Regions from separate parts of the Pan troglodytes genome. Here region 1 is linked to region 2. The links are chromatin contacts, called in public capture Hi-C maps. All regions are on one chromosome and are shown on one strand. The core of a region is the stretch at or near the end of the contact, and the rest is flanking DNA. Distances in the headings are between cores, read along the strand shown. Region 1 overlaps SCAPER (S-phase cyclin A associated protein in the ER). Region 2 overlaps TMEM266 (transmembrane protein 266).

Region 1 (4,026 bases), core at 322-2,821, 690 kb before region 2:
TGTAATGTAGTGTCAAGCTTTTCTACTTTAAAGTTTCTGTTTTCTCTTTTGATATTAGTAAGCAATTTGTGGAGAAGCACTTCGAGGCTGTGTAAATATACAGTACCTTATCAAACTGTCACTTACTAGTTTTAGAATCCATTAATGATTTCCTTGTTAGTTAAAGATCTGTGAGGAAAATGCTTACATTCTCTTGTTATCTGGACTCTGATTTTTAATTTTATTTAATGTAATCTAACATAATCATTATTTATTTTGATACTCAGATTGTCCCATATTAGCCAGTGGGAGACTTTAAGCTGGCTCTTGGATTTTTTTTTTTTTTTTTTTTTTAAGACAGGGTCTCTGTCACCCAGGCAAGAGTGCAGTGGCGTAATTACAGCTCACTGCTGCCTCGACTTCCTGGGCTCAAGCCAGCCTCCTGCCTCAGTCTCCTGAGTAGCTGGGCCAATTTTTTAAATTTTTTGTAGAGATGGGGGTCTCCCTATGTTTCCCAGGCTGGTCTTGAACTCCTGGACTCAAGCAATCCTCCCGCTTCGGCTTCCCAGAGTGTTGGGATTACAGTTGTGAGCCAGTGTACCCAGCCAAGTCTATTTGGTATGTCCATATTATTCTTTGAGCATTTCTATACTTTCTAGTGTAACAAGCTGCTGTAGGTTCAGCTCGTAATTTCCCTGTTTTATTCTTTTTCTCACCTTATTACACAGGCTAGGACTTTCAATATAATATTGAATGGAAGTAGTGATAGTAGTAGGCATCCTTGTCTTTTTCAGTTTTATACCATTATATATGATGTTTGCTGTAGTTTGCTAAGAATTTAAAAGTTATAAATAAATACTGAAATTTATTACATGCTTTTCTTTCCATCTGTTGATGTGAACACAAGGCTTTTCTCCTTTATGTTGTTAATAAATATAAATTTATTAACAGATTAATAAATTCTGTGAATTATATTCATTGATTTGAAAATGTTAAATCAGCCTAGTATTCCTGAAATAAACCCAACTTGGTGGTGTTCTCATATCTGAATTCAATTTGCAAGTACGTTTATGTTTATACATACATGTATAAATGTGTGTGTATTTTTTTTTTTTTTTTTTTTGCTTTTGTTTTGAGGCAGAGCCCTACTCTGTTGCCCAGGCTGGAGTGCAGTAGCACGATCTTGAGAGGTGACAGCGTGCTGGCAGCCCTCGCAGCCCTCGCTCACTCTTGGTGCCTCCTCGGCCTCGACGTCCGCTCTGGCCATGCTCGGGGAGTCCTTCAGCCCGCCACTGAGCTGTGAGGGCCCCTCTCTGGGCTGGTTGAGGCCAGAGCCGGCTCCCTCAGCTTGCCGGGAGGTGTGGAGGGAGAGGCGCGAGCGGGAACCAGGGCTGCGCGTGGCGCTTGCGGGCCAGCTAGAGTTCCTGATGGGCGTGGGCTTGGCGGGCCCCCGTACTCGGAGTGGCCCCGGGCAGTGAGGGGCTTAGCACCTGGGCCAGCAGCTGGGAGGGTGCGCTGGGTCCCCCAGCAGTGCCGGCCGACTGGCGCTGCACTCGATTTCTCGCTGGGCCTTTGCTGCCTCCCAGCGGGGCAGGGCTCGGGACCTGCAGCCCGCCATGCCTGAGCCTGACCCCGCCCCCCACCGTGGGCTCCTGCGCGGCCCGAGCCTCCTCGGCCAGCGCCGCCTCCTGCTCTTTCGCTCTTTGCAGTAAATCTTGCTGCTGCACACTCTTTGGGTCCACACTGCCTTTATGAGCTGTGACATTCACCGCAAAGTTCTGCAGCTTCACTCCTGAGCCAGCGAGACCACGAACCCACCAGAAGGAAGAAACTCCCAACACATCCGAACATCAGAAGGAACAAACTCCGGACACGCTGTCTTTAAGAACTGTAACACTCAGGGCAACGGTCTGCGGCTTCATTCTTGAAGTCAGTGAGACCAAGAACCCACCAATTCTGGACACAGTCTCAGCTCACTGCAACCCTCGCCTCCCAGGTTCAAGCGATTCTCATGCCTCAGCCTCCTGAGTAGCTGGAATTACAGGCGCATACCACCACGCCAGCTAAGTTTTGTATTTTTAGCAGAGATGGGGTTTTGCCATATTGGCCAGGGTGGTCTTGAGCTCCTGACCTCAAGTGATCCGCCTACTTTGGCCTGCCAAAGTTTTTCTGGGATTACAGGCATGAGCCACCACGCCTGGCCTACGTTTGTGTGCTTATACACATACATATATATGATTTTCACATCTTTTCTCTTAAAAGACATTAAATTATAATTTATGTTTCTTGTATGGTCCTATCGGGTTCTGATATCAGAGTTTTTCAGGCCTCATAAAATGTGTTTTTTCTTCTTTATTCTCTAGAAAATTTAATGTAATTTGTTGCTTAAATGATTAGGATAATTTACCAGTGAAACCCATCTGGTCATAGATTTTCTTTTGTGGGATTCAATTTCTTCAGTAACTATTCAGATTTTCTGTTTTCTTTTATGCCAAGGTTTGGTAAGTTATGTTTTTCAACGGACTTGTCTGTTTCAAAGAGATTTACAAATTCATTGCTACAATGTTACTTAATTATTATTATTATTTTTTTGAGAGGCAGAGTCTCACTCTGTCACACCCAGGCTGGAGTGTAGTGGCATGATGATCATAGCTCACTGAAACCTTGAACTCCTGGGCTCCAGTGATCCTCCTGCCTTAGCCTCCTGAGTAGCTGGGACTAGAGGTGGTGCCACCATGCCTGGCTATTTGTTTTTTATTTTTATTTTTAGTAGAGAGAGGTCTTGCTATGTTGTCCAGTCTGGTCTTGAACTCTTGGTCTCAAGCAGTCCTCCTGCCTTGGCCTCCCCAAGTGCTGGGATTACAGGTGTGAGCCACGGTGACTGACCGGATATAATTTTATTTATAATATCCTTTTGTTATCTTTTTGATGTGTGGAGGTTTCTAGGATCTGTAGTGATCTTTCTTTTTAATTCCTAATACTATTTTTGCCTGCTCTTGTTTTTACTTGATCCCTCTTGCCAAGGAATATATACATTTCATTAGTGTTTTTAAATAACTCACTTTTGTTTTTTTAAATTTTTCTGTATCACATGTTGGTCTTGTATTATATTGATTTTTTGCTGTTTATTACTTCCTTTCTTGGGATTTAATATGGTGCTCTTTTACTAACTTCTTGAAATAGAGACTTAGATAATTTATTTTTAGCCTGTTTTCTTTCTTACATATCCTTTAAAACTATGCAGTTTCTTTTAAGCTGCATCTTGTAAATGTTAACCTGCCATCATTTTATCATTTAACTAAAAATACAATTTCCATTGTGATTTTTTTCCTTGATCCCCGAGTTATTTAGAAATGTATTGGTTGTATTAGAAATGTAGCTCATGCCTGTAATCCCAGCAATTTGGGAGGACGAGGCAGATGGATCACTTGAGGCTAGGAGTTCAAGACCAGCCTGCCCAACGTGGTGAAACGCTGTCTCTACTAAAAATACAGTAAATTAGCCAGGCGTGGTGCTGGGCGCCTGTAATCCCAGCTACTTGGGAGGCTGAAGCAAGGGAATCGCTGGAACCCGGAAGCAGAGGCTGCAGTGAGTCAAGATGGCACTACTGCAGTCCAGCCTGGGCAACAGAACGAGATTCCATCTCAAAAAAAAAAAAAAGAAGAAGAAAAGAAATGTATTGCTTAACTTCCAAACACATGAGGATTATTCAGGTTATATCTCTTTTTACTTTCTATACTTTGAAATTTAGTGAGACCTGAGTTATGACTAAGGATATTGACAGTTTGGAAAACATGCACCTGGAAAAAATGTGTTTTTGCCATTGTTGACTGCTGGGTTCTGAATATGTCAAATATATCAACTTGTTAATTATGTTGTTCAAATCTTCTATATTGTTACTTAATTTTTTTGTCTGCTTGTTCTGCCAGCTTCTAAAAGAGTGTGTTGTGTTAAAATCTCCAAAAATAATTGTATTTTTCTCTTATTTCAATTTTACTTGTACATTATTAGATGTGTTAGATATGTGCACATTTGACATTGATATGT
Region 2 (3,541 bases), core at 662-3,161:
CTGCCCACCCTGGTTCCTCCTACAGAGAGACTGGGGGATCTGGGAGCGAAGGGGTGGCAGGGGAGGCAGACACAGATGTTTATGGCTGGGAATGGGCCACACTGTTGGCCTCACACAGGGCTGCCCACCTTCCATCTAAGAATAAGCCCCTGCCCCCGGGAGTTTGCTTTGATTCAGCCCTGAGGAGTCCTAGAGACACACAGGAAGAACCCACAAGGGACTGTGCTGTGCAGTCCGTGGAGGGGCAGGAAAGAATGGGCACAAACACAGGCTTCAGAACAAAACAGACCCAGGGCCAACCCGGCTCTGCAGGGCACATGCTGTGTGGCCTTAGGTAGATCCCTTAGCCACTCTGAGCTTCAGCTTCTTCATCCATAAAATGGGGATAGCAAATGCCTACTCTGCTGGTGAACTGGAAAGAGTCCCTGAGATCATGAATGTTTAGCCCGGGGCCATCCCTTGCCTCCCTGAACCCCTGGCTCCAAAGTCTCAGTGCTTTCTGTGGCAGCTGCTCTCTGCTGCCTGGCGCATTTCTTCCCAGGGTGTGAGCACTTTGCAAACCCAACCTGACTAATCCTCCTAAAGCCCGTCAAGTGCAGTGGTGCCAATGCTCATTATGTGGGTTTTACCCCTTGGGTGGAGCCCCCGACCTGCCCAGCGAGGAGGCAGAGGTGGAGAGAAAGGGTGGTGAGTCAGCTGGGCCAGGCTTCCTGGAGGTGGTGGGGACTGGCCAGGCTGCATGGACTGTGGTGTGGCAGAGGGGCATGGGGCACCAACCACATGCCCTGTGCAGACCCAGGCCCCAAAGCCCAGGGCAAGGCTCTGATTCCTGGTTTGGGCTCCTGCTCCTAAACTCCAACTTGCTCTTCCATGGCTTGGCAGCCCTCACCAAGGGAGGGCACTAATATTCACTGAGCGCCTACTGTATACAAGGGATGAGAGCTGTGCATATGACTAAATGTTCAATCCTTCTCAGTGAAGAACTTCTACACCTGTTTCATTTTGAAAACACTAAGACTGAGACAGGACCAGCTACATAATTTCTAGGTCCCTTGTTTAAAAGGTATTAAGAATTTCAAGAGGGTAACAGCAGAGCAGTGAACCAAAGTTAGGGCCCTGTGTGACCACACAGGTCATGCATCCATGAAGCCAGCCCTGATCACAGAAGTAACTTGCTCAAAGCCCAGTTGAAATTCAAACCCAGACCTCAGTTCTAAACCCATGTCCCTCCGGTTGCTTCAAATGCTACTTTGCCTGAGGCTCTTTCAGATCTAGTCCTACAGCCCTGGGGTTCCTGGGGTCCCCAGTGTCGCGGTCAGGCCCACACATTTAGAGGCCAGTGGAAAGCCTTGCCTTCATGATCAGCCAGGCCCGCTCCTCTCCAAGGACAAGCACTGGTGCCAGCTCAGCTCCCTCCCCTGGGGCTGCCCGGCAGAGGCAGGCACAGAGCAGGCTGGCCACATGCACCCCTGCGGCAGTGTCTCTGGATACTGCAGCAGCGTGGGGGACGCGAAGGTTCCCTGTGATATATGGTGAAATCCGTGGCACTCCCACCAGGGGCTGTAATTCATAAGTTATGGGCGAGCTTCAAGACTAATAAATTTGGGAGAGAAGTATTAATGACTACACAGGGGCACTGTGAACTTGGCAGGCCCCAAAGCCTGGAACTCTGCAGCCTAGGTTTTAAAAATGATTTGTGCTACAGCAAGTCTAAACAGAAGCTGCTTGGCGTTGTCTGACTGTGACCTGCTGGCAACTGTTGAGACTGTGGAGCTGCTTCCTCCTCATGGCTGGGGCTGGCACCCCGCCCTCCTGGGCTGCCCTCCCCCACCCTGCAAAACACACGGCCCTCCCGAGGCTCTGTGACTCACAGCTCATGTCTGTAGGTTAATCCCTGGATTGTCTGTGTCCTGTGCATGAGGTGGGCCTCAGAGCCTCGCTGGCCTGAAGGTCACAGTTAGCAACAAGCACTGCCCTTACTTCATCTCCAGAGTAGCCTACAGTGCTCTCAGCTTGTCCAGCCATAATTTCTAATGTCATGAAAATCCCTCCCTGGACACAGTTCCTGGTCAAGGAGAGATCAGCTGGGGGATGCCCTGTGTCCCTGGACCATGCGAGGCTGTGAATCATGCGTGTTCCTCGCCAGCCCTGTGTTCTGCCCTTTGCCTTGGAGGCATTGGCTTTGCTGTTGATGCTCTGGGGCTGGCTGTGAAACAATGTGCCTAGGCTGGGGCAGGCAGTATCCACAGAGCCGGGAGGTACCCAGGAGACACCCCAGAAGAAGCAGGGAAGAGTGGGCAGGGGGATCCCAGGGCTGGACAGAGAAGCATCTGCACCTGCTCCCAGGGTGTGTGTCTGGCACCTCTATGGGAGGCCTGGGCCTGCCCTATCCAGATATCCCCTACCTTAGTTTCCAGGAGGGTTAGCAGGGACACTGCAGACCCCGTGACATCCTGCTGGTGACACATAGCCTATCAGTTTCCCCCAAGTGGCCTTCGACTCTGACCTGCTTTCTCCCTTCTGCCCCTGCCTCCTCCTCCTCCTCCTGGAAGTTGCCCACTATGGGGGCTGCAGAGAGAGGAGGAGCAGGAGGGCCAGGCAGGACTGAAAGCTTCAGAGCACTCCTAGAATGTGCACGAGTATTTTAAAGGCTTGGTTTCTTTGTGGAACCTCCAAGCCCAGATCTTGGCTCCCCTGTGGGCTCAAATGTGGCATCTGGCATTCAGGGTCTTATAGGTCATTGGCTGAGGGACAACAAGGGCTGTGCTGTTAGCTCTAAAGCCAATGACCCTGATGAGAGAGACAGAGGAGGTGCTGCGGAGAGCGGCTGTACCGGGAGTGCTTAGACCTGCAGAAAGAACAACACGGGGCAGGCCCAAGCCCCAGGTGAGTTGAGGTGCAGCCTCAAGATGGGCTGTGGGCAGAGCCAGGAGGCTGTCACAGAGGAAGATCCTGAAATGGGCTGAGATGGTAAATCCGCTCCTTTCATCCTTAGGAAGCCAGGCGAAGTGGGCAAAAGTTGCTCCCACCTTCCAGAAGAACTTTCAAAAAGAATAAGAAGGTGGATTCCACAAGCACAAGCCTAGGGGCTGAAAGCCAAGAGTGGGGTTTATGGGGTGGACTACTGCTGACTGGCCTCAGCTCCCAGAGAAGACGCAGGGCTCCACACCAGAACAAGTGATGTCAGACAGCCTTATTTTGTTCTTTGATCAGTTACCGGCTTGAAGATTACATTCAATGCAACAAACTCTATGGAGACCTGACTGAGGCAGGCCCTGAAGTAAGTTTAGAGGGGAGACACACATAAACGCTCCTGGCAGTGGGGCAGGATCCGGACCTGGGAGTCGGTGTAAGGTTGCCAGGGAAGGGTGTGGAGATCTGGGAGCTTACTCTAAGATGGGTTCTAAGCATGAAGAGAAGTCTGGTAGGCAGGTTGGGCCATCCCATGAACAGCATGCAGAGACTCAGAAACCGTACAGAACATTTACAGAACTAAAGGTTGTTCCATTCCTCCAGAATGAAAGGCAAGCTGGGGTGGAAG

The links. Capture Hi-C pulls out chosen DNA fragments and counts their contacts.
Region 1: a contact with region 2 is called in a capture Hi-C map of stem cell-derived neural stem cells, with 4 times the contacts expected there. The contact joins two enhancer-like sites. A contact is called at or near these places in 2 of 7 Hi-C or Micro-C datasets (induced pluripotent stem cells and stem cell-derived neural progenitor cells) and 1 of 1 other capture datasets (stem cell-derived neural stem cells).

What each region holds. Positions count from the first base shown.
Region 1 is chr16:68,817,731-68,821,756 of NHGRI_mPanTro3-v2.0_pri, reverse strand. All of the region lies in intron 2 of SCAPER (S-phase cyclin A associated protein in the ER), which reads left to right. Among named protein-coding and RNA genes, the nearest start is that of SCAPER, 31 kb to the left of the region's middle. Within about 2 kb of position 1,571, at least 3 of the 24 cell types and tissues checked have an H3K27ac peak or open chromatin away from gene starts, as enhancers often do. A contact at or near this core is called in stem cell-derived neural stem cells, where this site is marked.
Region 2 is chr16:68,126,616-68,130,156 of NHGRI_mPanTro3-v2.0_pri, reverse strand. The region is part of intron 9 of TMEM266 (transmembrane protein 266); the gene reads right to left. Among named protein-coding and RNA genes, the nearest start is that of ETFA, 120 kb to the left of the region's middle. Within about 2 kb of position 1,911, at least 4 of the 24 cell types and tissues checked have an H3K27ac peak or open chromatin away from gene starts, as enhancers often do. A contact at or near this core is called in stem cell-derived neural stem cells, where this site is marked.